2 separate regions of the Mus musculus genome follow, and region 2 is linked to region 1. The links are chromatin contacts, called in public HiChIP or PLAC-seq maps. All regions are on one chromosome and are shown on one strand. Each heading gives the region's core, a stretch centred on a gene start, on an enhancer-like site or on the middle of the called end of the contact. The rest is flanking DNA. Distances are from core to core; before and after follow the strand shown. Region 1 holds the start of Sall4 (spalt like transcription factor 4). Region 2 has its middle 53 kb from the start of Sall4.

The links. HiChIP or PLAC-seq counts read pairs in DNA pulled down with a chosen protein or histone mark.
Region 2: an H3K27ac HiChIP or PLAC-seq map of extraembryonic endoderm stem cells shows a contact between it and region 1. The contact joins the enhancer-like site here to the promoter of Sall4 in region 1. A contact is called at or near these places in 4 of 484 Hi-C or Micro-C datasets (embryonic stem cells, extraembryonic ectoderm, extraembryonic endoderm stem cells and 1 more), 14 of 115 datasets of contacts at active chromatin or transcription factors (craniofacial prominence, embryonic forebrain, embryonic hindbrain and 7 more) and 3 of 9 other capture datasets (adipose tissue, liver and pancreatic islet).

What each region holds. Positions count from the first base shown.
Region 1 is chr2:168,763,968-168,769,330 of GRCm38.p6, forward strand. It overlaps Sall4 (spalt like transcription factor 4), which reads right to left and starts at 3,234. Exons shown (of 4, transcript NM_175303.4): 1 at 2,945-3,234. The coding sequence starts at 3,062. It overlaps Gm14261 (predicted gene 14261), which reads left to right and starts at 2,176. Exons shown (of 2, transcript NR_166178.1): 1 at 2,176-2,277; 2 at 2,815-4,143.
Region 2 is chr2:168,817,716-168,823,078 of GRCm38.p6, forward strand. No RefSeq gene overlaps it. Among named protein-coding and RNA genes, the nearest start is that of Sall4, 53 kb to the left of the region's middle. Within about 2 kb of position 3,171, at least 17 of the 459 cell types and tissues checked have an H3K27ac peak or open chromatin away from gene starts, as enhancers often do. A contact at or near this core is called in extraembryonic ectoderm, extraembryonic endoderm stem cells and trophoblast stem cells, where this site is marked.

The sequences.
Region 1 (5,363 bases), core at 1,984-4,483:
TCAAGAAGGCTAAAGTCAAGTGGGAGGGGAACCACTGGGCGACCCTTGCCACCCGGGAGCCTTTATTCAAGGGAGCGAAATACCAAAACTACTTCAGGTTGTGAGAATTAACGGTGAGGTCCTTCGAGGTCCCAGGCTGGAGCCTGCCACATAGCAGGTTCCAGTGAAAACTGTCATTCCGTGGATGAAATTACCTCAACATGCAAGGAGTCTATAGAAAACTTTTTCACTGCCACTGTACACAAGGACCCAAAAAGCTGGGTGAATAAGTGGGGGTACACTAGTCCACCTAGGCAAGGTTACACCCAGAATGCAACGCCGAGCTTCCTCGTACTGAATCCTGCCAAAATTCTTTTCCCCAAATTCTCATTTGACATTTTACATCCAAAAGGAGGAGATTCAAAAATAACCATGCCTCAGCTCCCCCAAAACGGCTCCCGGTCCCCTACTTAAACTGAAATCCCCTTAATCCCCATCACCAATGACAAAGTATCGTTTACTGGCAGTGGAGAACCTCCGAGGGTTAGGGAGCACATTTTACATGCAATTAAATGAATAAAAAAGAAGCCCCCTCCCCCTTTTGGGGGAAGACTGAATTAGCTTGAAACCTTAACTAAGCCAGGCACAGGCAGGTCGATGAAGGATGGCGAGGAGCGCTAAATTACTAAAAACCTGGGAATCGTAATAGCTGAAGGTTGTAATCCAGTTTAGCACAAAGGGCATTTGGAACCCTTTTGAGAAAATGCTAATTTTCCTTTAAGTACTGTAAGCCCCTTCTCCTTGACCACCTGCGGATTTTTTGATCTGCTAATTATTGCCCGGATTTCATTTGCCTTGCTCAAAAAAAAAAAAAAAAAAACCTGCATTCTCCTACAGACCGACCAAGAGGGATCCAAAAGCTTCCAAAAGATTTATCTAAACTAAGGGTGATCCCAAAATGCAGGCATTAAAGAAATTTTAAAACAAAAACAAAAAACCTCTTCCCAAAACCACAATCGAGGTCCCCCTACAAACACATTTTAAGAACTCTTGGAGAAGATTCCCAAACACTGATGTTGATGCAGAAGATGGGGACCCCACAGAGATCACGCGTGTGCGGGTCTCCGGCCTAGCTAACCTCACTCACCAGGTGTGTGTCGCAGTCCGCACATGGCCGGTCTCCAGAGGGCGCCCGCACGCCAGAGGCCGGGCTCCGACCGCGAGTGATCCGCAGAAAACTCGCTTCCCAAGGCTGGGTGGCAGCGCGCGCCCAGCGGCCTCAGGGTGCAGCCAGGTTAACTACGACTCCAGCCAGCGGAGATTTCGGAAGCCCTTCTATAGCAAGCCACCTCTCCATGCCGCCCACCCCCAGAGTCCCCACCACCAGCTAAATAGGAGAAAAAAACAAAACAAAAAACACTAGTATGCGCTCACCCCAAATGGAGGGGGAAGGGAGGTCATCGCAGGACCAGGGGAGGGGTCAGGGCCGAGAGCTCGCCCCTCCTCTCCAGAGGAAGCAGGCGGGCTGAGGGTTAACCCTTTTGTTCCAGGTGGACCAAGCGACCCAGCCTCTCCATGATCTGCACCCCCACCCCTAGCTCCCCGGGCCAAGGCACAAAGAGTCCATCCCAGCTGCCCGGCCCTATGATGTGGGATGCTCCAACGCCCCAAAACTCACATCCGCCCCCTCGAACAAGCAATGACCTTCCAGTTGCCCTGGGGGGCAGGGGGGGGGGATACAATGAGGTAGAAGGTCACTGAACTTTGATAAACTCGTTAAGTTTGGGAAAAGTAGGATCCCACTCCGGGGAAAACAGGAGCGCCCAAGCAGAGCGCGCAGAGTCCGCACACCGCCCACCATCCGCGGAGAGCTGGAATCGAGCGGGAGGCCCAGGGGGACTCCCTCCTCCCAACGTTCCCGGTTTCTTCGGCGACAGCACGGCGGGCAGGGACGAGGGGCTCGCCCGCAGCTCCCGGCCGCGCTGAGGTCCTGAACTCCGTGGAGGCTCAGGCCGGGTCAGCCGCAACCCGACCTCTCCCCTTTCACCTCCCGGGCGTGTGCTGAGCAGTGCCGCCCGGGGGATCCGTGCAAAAAAATAAATAAAGGAGCGGGGGTGCGCCCCAGAGGGGGTGACCATGCACCCGCTGCCCGGGCCCCGGCCCGCACCCTCCCGCTGGCCGCGGTTATTTTTAGATAGTCGGAAATCAAAGATGGCTGGAGGTCAGGCCCCGAAAGGTTAGGGCGAGGACCGGCAGCAGGCGCCGTAGCCCCCGGGAAAGGCGGAAAGAAAAAAAAAGGTAAACAAAATATCTAAAATTACAAAAAAATAAAAGTTCCCTTCCTCCGAAAGGGAACTAAGCCCAACAGCCTCCCCCGCCCTCTGCGCTGTGCGGGTGGCCCGTACCCCGGCCTGGGGGTGGGGAGAGGTCGCGCCCCCTCCCCCCACTCGGCCTGGGAGGGGCGCGTGCAACAGATCGCCCTCCTCGGGGGGTCCCCCAGAGGTGCGCCCCTCCCCCAGGGGCCCCCAAGAGGGTAGTAGAGAGGGTGGGGAGACTTGGGGGTCTCTTTCTTTTAAAAGCGGCGCCACTAGAGAGGGGGTGAAGGAAGCCCAAGTTACCGGCGTAGGTGGGTGCTTATGTATCCAAAGGAGGGAAACCAATTATGGGACTGTGGACGAGGAGAGAGAAGTTGGAGGGAGAGGCAGAATGTGGAATCAACTTTACAATAAGAGGGAGAAAACTAGGGGGATTTGCAAAGGGGTGGGCGGGTTGAGGCTCCCTCCGAGGTGGGGGATTGAGGCTCCCTCCCTCCGCATCTCTCCTTTCCTGGAACAGAGTCCGGAATCCCCATTCCAGAATCGGCTCCCGGAACCCGCGCCCTCGAGGGACGCGCGGCAGTGCTAGGAGCGCCCTCCCGGGACGCACGGACAGTCGGGCGCACGGACGTGGCCGCAGCCGCACTCACCGGGTTCCTCCGCCGCCAGCGCCTCGGCGAGGTCGGGGCTCGGTAGCTGCTGAGGCTGCTCGCCCTGGCCCTCCTCCCAGTTGATGTGCTGGGGCTTCGCCTGCTTGCGCCTCGACATGGTGCGCGCATTGGGGCGCCGGGAAGAGCCCTGGTGACTTGCCCCCTCTCCGCCACCAATTCCTGGAGTTGGGAAATTTTAGCCCCCTTCGGCCGAAACGCGCATGTCCCAGTAATTATTATTATCAATAATGCATTGCGATTTATCATGAGCTCTGACAGCTGATTGGCCTGGGTCCAAGACCTCAGAGATCATTTAAATAAGCCCTCATTGATCAGGGAGGGGAGAGGCATGCTGGGCCTTGTAGTCCGGCCCTACATGTGACAAAGGCGTGTTCATCTAGGAAGCATAGCTAATTAGCATCCGGGCTCAGATTGGCCGAGGCGTGGATCGACTTGGAGGTGGGGGGAATCATCCTTGCGGCCACTATCCGAATTCTGAGACGGAAAAAGGAAAATTGGTTTATTGAAAATCAGGGCTGGACATGAAAGTTCTAGAACCGATGTATCTCGGTTACGCGCTCCACAAAATTATTGTAGTAATTGGCGTAGTTGATAACTACCAGCTGAGAAAGGTCTTTCCGCTCACAGAAAAATAAGTCGGTTCAACTTTTCCCTCTAAAATCAAACCTGAACAAGAGACTCGAGTCCCTTTTCAATTTTCTTTTTACGGAAATGTTAAAACTGCGTTTTGAAGTGGCCGGTGGTACCTTCTGTCCATCCCACCTCCCCATCTTACCTAATTTCAAGCTCTTCCGAACCCACCAGGGTTTGCATCCTTAAAATGCTGAGTAATACTCGCGGGATTCATATTCACGAGCCAGGATTTGTTGTAAACTTCCTGGATTTTCGGAAGCACTTCTAAACCACTGTCTGCTAACTGTAGAAAGGGCAGATGAAAAGCAAACTTGCTAGAAAACAATTCCAGAATAGCAAGTGGTTGCAGATTCTATCCCTAAAGCTGTTCAGGGCTCCCAAAAGGTACGAGGGTGTTTGTACTTAACTGCTTTCTAGAACACTGCAATACAGAACTGACTTACAGAAAAGCCACTTCCTCCTGAAGTTGTGTGGTCCTGATTCGGGAATGCCTAGAATTTCCTAAAAGGGTGTGTATGGATATAAAAATTTATTTCTCAAATCTACCTAAGTTTAATTGGCTAACTTCCTTGCAACAGTGTCTGAGCTCAGTGTTGAAGAAGTTCAACTAACTGGCCAGCCCCCTCTGTGGCCTTCCCATGGGACCTGTGGACAGCTAGATCCTTATTTGACTTTGCCTTCATTATGAGAGACTGGGCAGACATCAGCCTCTCCTCCATCTTTCTGCTTTGCATTTTCTTGATTAGCTATTTGTCGTTTCCTGCTTCTGAGAGGCTGGTGAGGAAGGAAGCGGGAAACAGGAGCCTGACCTCATGAGCATGCTCACCTGTGCCTGTGGACAACCCAGAGCTGAATAAGTCAGCTGGACCACAGGTTTGATATGCGTAGCTAGCACTGAGCCCTTACAGAAATGCCTGCTTTCCAGTTCTGGTCTTTCTTCTGCAACGTAGCTTGAATTACTTCGAGCGCAACATCTAAAAGAAATAGGACAGCCCCTCCTGCCAGCCAGGGTGGCGGCGTGGTGGCCTTGGCGGGGAAGAATCTGTTTTCATGCTGCATAAAAGCACTTGAAGATTCTGATACCGAGTCAGAAGGCAAATTAACACCTGCCTTCTCGCTGACTAATCTACCAATATTCTCCACACCTTTCTGGGAAAGGAGCAGAGCAGGCGCTATAACTCACAAATCTGAAGGAATGTACAGTTTACAACTCAAGAAAGATGAGCCCTTTAAGGGAAGCATTGTGTAATATGGTTCTGTTCCTTTATCTAAGTTAGTGATAGTTAGGGCATAGCAGCTCTATCTGCCCTGGAATGAGGTGGGGACCCTTCGGCCACGTCAGTCAGGATAGTAATAAGGAGATGATGAAGATAGCTTTCATAAGGCCAAGGTAGGAAGATCTCAAGTTGGAAGGGAGGCCCTGTCTTTTAGAGAGAGAGAGATTAGGAGGAGGAGAAAACAGAACAATAGTTTTTTTATTTCATTTTAGTTTTAGTTTTTGGGGGATTTTTGTTTTGTTTGAGACACAGTGTCTCACATTGCACAGATGGCCTTCAGATCCTGATCCTTGTAGGCTTCACACACACACACACACACACACACACACACACACACTTGGATCGTAGACATAAGACACTATGACTCTCCCACATGCTCCATGTTTATTGGCTGCCTTCATTTCGTGAACCCCAGCCGGGAATCGGCAGACAGAAGTGGAAGAAGCCTTTGGAGAGAGCCAGAAGCCGACAGAGGACGGAAGAGTCGA
Region 2 (5,363 bases), core at 1,921-4,420, 54 kb after region 1:
CATGCAGGGCTGGAGAGGGAACTCAGTAGTTAAGAGCACCTATTGTTCTTGCTGTCCCAGCACCCCATGGCTCTAACAGCTGTCTTCAACCACGGGATGTGACATCCTCTTCTGGCCTTCACAAGCACTGCATGTACACAGGGCACAGACATATATACAGGCAACACACACACTCATAAAATTAAAAACAAAAAAAATCTAAGAGACTTAGGCTGAAGTATAGCTTAGGGTACAGTCTTTTCCTAGCATATATGAGGTCTATCTAGGGTCCATCCCCAGTCCTGGGGAGGTGGGAGATATAGAAAGGAAGGAAGGAAGGAAGGAAGGAAGGAAGGAAGGAAGGAAGGAAGGAAGGAAGAAAGAGAGAGAGAGAGAGAGAAAGCAAGCAACTGTTGTAGGTATAAATAACTTTTTTTTTTAAAGATTTCTTTATTTACTATATGTAAGTACACTGTAGTTGTCTTCAGACACACCAGAAGAGGGCATCAGATCTTGTTACAGATGGTTGTCAGCCACCATGTGGTTGCTGGGATTTGAACTCAGGACCTTTGGAAGAGCAGTCAGTGCTCTTAACCATTGAGCCATCTCACCAGCCCGGTATAAATAACTTTTTCCTGGTTATGGTAATATATACTTTTGAGAGAGGAGTTGGAGTTGGAAGGCTGAGGCAGGAAGAGGCCAATCTGGGCTCCACAGTGAGTACCAAGCCAGGCAGAGCTAGAGTGAGCTGGGAAAGAAGTGGGGGGGAGTAGAAGAGGAAATGAAGGGGTACCAGGAAAGAAAGGATAGAGGGGAAAGGAGGAGGGGAGGAGAGAGAGAAGGGGAGGAGAGGAGATGGGAGAAGAGGGAAAGGGGAGATATTTAAGTTGGCCCTGGTGCCACAGGTCTGCAATCTCGACTACTCCGGCGGTTGAGGCAAGACAGAAGGTCCATGGGCAGCGAGGCAGCTGAGAACCATCGCATACCCGTGATCAGGGAGCAGATAGCTAGATCATTTTAAAAGGATGAGGGGAGCCGTCTCAAGCACAGGCTGTGTTCTCTCCACCCTTTGCAAAGGAGAGCTGTTGGACATTAATGTGGGAAGTGTAGAGTTGTCAAAGCCACTGAAAAGAAAACAGGAGTTAGTGGGGTTAGCAACCCCTTTTAGATGGAACAAGAACTCAGAGCTCCTTACCGGGAGCTGTCTGCAGTCTCAGGGGGCTGGGGCGGGAAAGGAGGATGCCACTCAATTGCAGACCTCTGAAAAGGCTGAATCCAGTGGAATCACCCAGGAGTTGTGTGGAGACTTGAAGCAGCCTCTGTGCTCAGTTTTATTAGGCATGCATTTGAACTTTAAATATGCTCTAGACACCTTGCCTTTTGTGGCCAGGAGCCTGCCCAGTAAGAGCACAGTAGACAGTTAGCACGAGGACAAACAGACGGAACAGGGAAGTAGCCACAGTGGCTCTTGGCTCTTACAGAGCTGTGCTGGAGGTTTCTGTGGAATCCCAGCCCACTCTCCATACACGGTGTCTAGGACCACGTCCCTCAAGGAGCGCTCGGACATTTGGCTTGTGCTAGCATTGCTCACCACAAAGCCTCTTCTGAGATGTAGGCATCCTTGTTCAGGTCTTCAGAACCGTGATGCTGATGTATTTTTGGTTTTGATTTGTTTGTTTTCTCAAGACAGGGTTTCTCTGTGCAGCCCTGGCTGTCCTGGAACTCACTCGGTACATCAGGCTGGCCTCGAACTCAGAGATCTACCCGCCTCTGCCTCTCAAGTGCTGGGACTAAAGGTGTGTGCTACCACAGCCAGGATTGTTGATACGTTTGGTGATTTAAAAGAAAACCAGGAGCTCAAGCCGTGGTGACTCCCCCACGGTCCCAGCATTGGGGGAGTGAGGCAGAGGCATCTGTGTGCATCCCAGAGTAGCCTGGGCTTCTTTGGGAGGTAGGGTCTCACTGTATAGTCCTGGCTGGGACTTGCTATGTAGACCAGGCTGTTCTTAAACTCCCAGACATCCGCTTGCCTGTCTCTCACATGTTAAGGTGTACACTGTTAAGGTGTAAAGTTAATCTCTCAAGAAATAAAGGTATAAATGCCCAAGAGACCATCTCAAACAAACAGACAGACAGACAGACAGACAGACAGACAGACAAACCAGGACTGAGGAAATGGCTCAGCAGGCTGCAGTGTCAGGACCGGAGGTGGGATCCCCAGAACCCAGAGTGTCCTAGGGCAAGTCGGTAAGCCCAGCACCTCTATCTCAAGGTGGGAGGTGGAGACAGGACAATCCTGGAAGCTGAGAAGTCTGGGGAGATGGGCGTTTCAGACTCTGAGTATCTGGGTCAGAGGAAGGAAAAGGAAATTGGGCATCTGGGTGGCTCTTGGACTCCCGGGCAGTTTCTGTTCCTCGCACACACGTCTGGTCTCCATCTCTAGATGAACAGGTCCTGAACACTGAGGGTATCTGCAGGGGACAAGGCATTGAAGTGGAGAGTGACGATGGCGAGGCGTTCTGCAGAGGTCCCTCTAAGGCTCTGACTAAGCCTCCAGCTGACCTTCCTGATCTGCAGGGTCTCCTCTCTCCAGAGTGCCTCCAGGTTATACTCGCCAGCTTCAGGCAGAGTGGGACACTTCCTCTCTTGGTTCGACACAGCATTCAGACTAGTTGTCCCTCTGTGTTATAAACAGCCCAGAAGGCCATGCTGTGGACTGACTCCCTGGTCTCCCCTTCCTTGCCTGTAAGGGTTTGTGGGGAATGTGACTAGGATCAGAACGGACCTGTGATTCCCCAGGTCCTCGAGGGCCACATTCTGCCTGTCACATTCTCAGAGCCAGCGCTGCCTCCAGAAGTGTTTCTGCTTCTATTGTTTATGGATCGTTACGTGACAAATTACCCCAAACCTAGCATCTTCAGATGATAACCATCCACTATCTCAGAGTTTCGGCAGGCCTGGAATCTGGGAGTGGTGCAGGGACAAGGGTCTGGAGCGGAGTCTGTCTTAAAGTGTCAGTCAGGATGTCGCCAGGTCCCATTACCTGACGCCAGTGGAAGGACATCTGCCAGGTACAGACACTGGAAGCCCCGCCCAAGCCCCGCCCAGCCATGAGAAGCCATTTTCTAGAAGGCATTAGAGGACCTCAGGCAGTATCTTCCAAGCTAAACACTAAGCTGGATCAGGTCGAGGGTGTGGTCCCGGAGCCTTTGGAAAGAAAGGAAAATCACCTTCACAGCTATTGCCAGGAACAGAGCTTGCTGGTGGCCGGGTGCAAAGCCCTGGCTTCCACCCCATCGCTGCAGGAAAACACATTTATCTGTATCCTAAAGGCGGAAGTATCTGACTCACATAAAGCAATTAACATTTCTCACTAGGTAGTCTTAGCTGGTCTAGAACTCGCTGTGTAGATCAGTCTGGCCTGGAACTCTTAGAGCTCTGCCTGCCTCTGCCTCCAAAATGCTGGTGGGGTGTGTTTTGTTTTCCTGTGTTTGCAAAACAGGCAGTCATCACATTTCTCTCCAGTCCTGTCCCACTGGAACAGTTTGTTCTGGAATAGTTTGTTCACGGTGGAAAGGCAGTCTCTGTACACCCTTGCTGGGGTGACCATGGCATTTTGATTACAGGCAGTGTTGTCTGAAGCGGGGGATGAAGACATGGACCCCACAATCCACAGCTTATCATTTACGTTGATTAACTCTCAAAGGTTAACTTTCTCTTTTCTCTTTCTCTGCTTTTTGTCTCTTTCTCCCTCCTTCCTTCCCTCCCCTTCCCCCCTTTCTCTGATATGGTGGTGGTTCATAGCCCCCGCCCCACCTCTGAAACATAGGCTGGCCTGGAAATTACCTTGTAACCCAGGCTGTCTTGAAGCTCGTAGCAATCCCCCAACCTCAGGTCCCGAGGGCTGAGATTACAGGTGTGTACCACCATGCCCAGCAAGATCTTTCTTAATCTATTGACCTAGTTAAGAAACATCTAGAAACATCTTCTGAGCTTCCAGGATAAGACACTAATTTCCTCCAGATTCGGGGGCAGTCCTTCTGTTACTGCTGAACTTAGCGCTTAGCCTTGGGGTGTCCCTGCTTCATCCCTTATGCTCATTTGATTCGAGCCCAGATTCAACGTTCATTCTGTAGCTCACTATACAGTCCAGGTAGACCTCAAACCTGAGGATACCCTCCCATCTCTGCCTCTGAAGGGTGGGATCGAACGTGTACACCTCCACAGCTGGCTGTGCCACGCAGGCCTTCCGACATCCATTGTTACAGTGGTCAGGGTTCAGATAGCCCAGTTTTCTAGGCTTTCAAACATCATGTGTCCTTGTCCCATCCACAGTCTCGATGTGCTTGGGAGAGTCTCCTGGCTGTGCTCACAGACCCTGCCCTGGCTCCTGGGGACCACTAAGATCACATCAACTCTTTCTCTCCCATTACCATCCTCCTGGTCCAACCTGTTCTCCCTGGAGATCTCCGAATTGCTGGCCTCTCTCCATCCCTTTTGCTACCTCCTGCATACAGCCCTGAAGCTACCTTGGCAGGGTCCTCCACGGAGTAACAGTGGGACCCAGAAAATGAAGGTGGGAAGTCGGGAATGGTGACACATATTTATAATTCCACTGAGGCCTTGAGGTTAGCCTGGGCTACAGGGTGAGCTCTTATCTCAAAAAACAATGACATTAAAAGTATAAGTGGGAGGCTGGAGAGATGGCTCAGTGGTTAAGAGCACTGACTGCTCTTCTGAAGGTCCTGAGTTCAAATCCCAGCAACCACATGGTAGCTCACAACCATCCATAATGAGATCTGATGCCCTCTTCTGGTGCACCTGAAGACAGCTACAGTGTACTTAGATATAATAATAAATAAATCTTTAAAAAAAAAAAGTTTAAGTAGGAGCCAGGCAGTGGTAGTGCACACCTTTAATTCCAGCACTTGGGAGGCAGAGGCAGGCAGATTTCTGAGTTCAAGGCCAGCCTGGTCTACAGAGGGAGTTCCAGGACTCCAGGGCTCTACAGAGAAACCCTGTCTCAAAAAACAAAACAAAACAACACACACACACACACACACACACACACACACACACACACACACCACACACACCACACACACACGGGGCTAGAGAGATAGCTCAAGGGTTAAGAGCACTGACTGATCTTCCGAAGGTCCCGAGTTCAAATCCCAGCAACCACATGGTGGCTCACAATCATCTATAATGAGATCTGACTTTCTCTTCTGGTGTGTCTGGAGACAACTACAGTGTACTTATGTGTAATAATAAATAAATCTTTAATTAAAAAAAAAGTTTAAGTGGGTAACTACTCACCTGGCCCCAGAGCGGGTAACTTCCTTGGCTTTCCCATTCATTCCTTGCTGACTGTGTAGCCACAG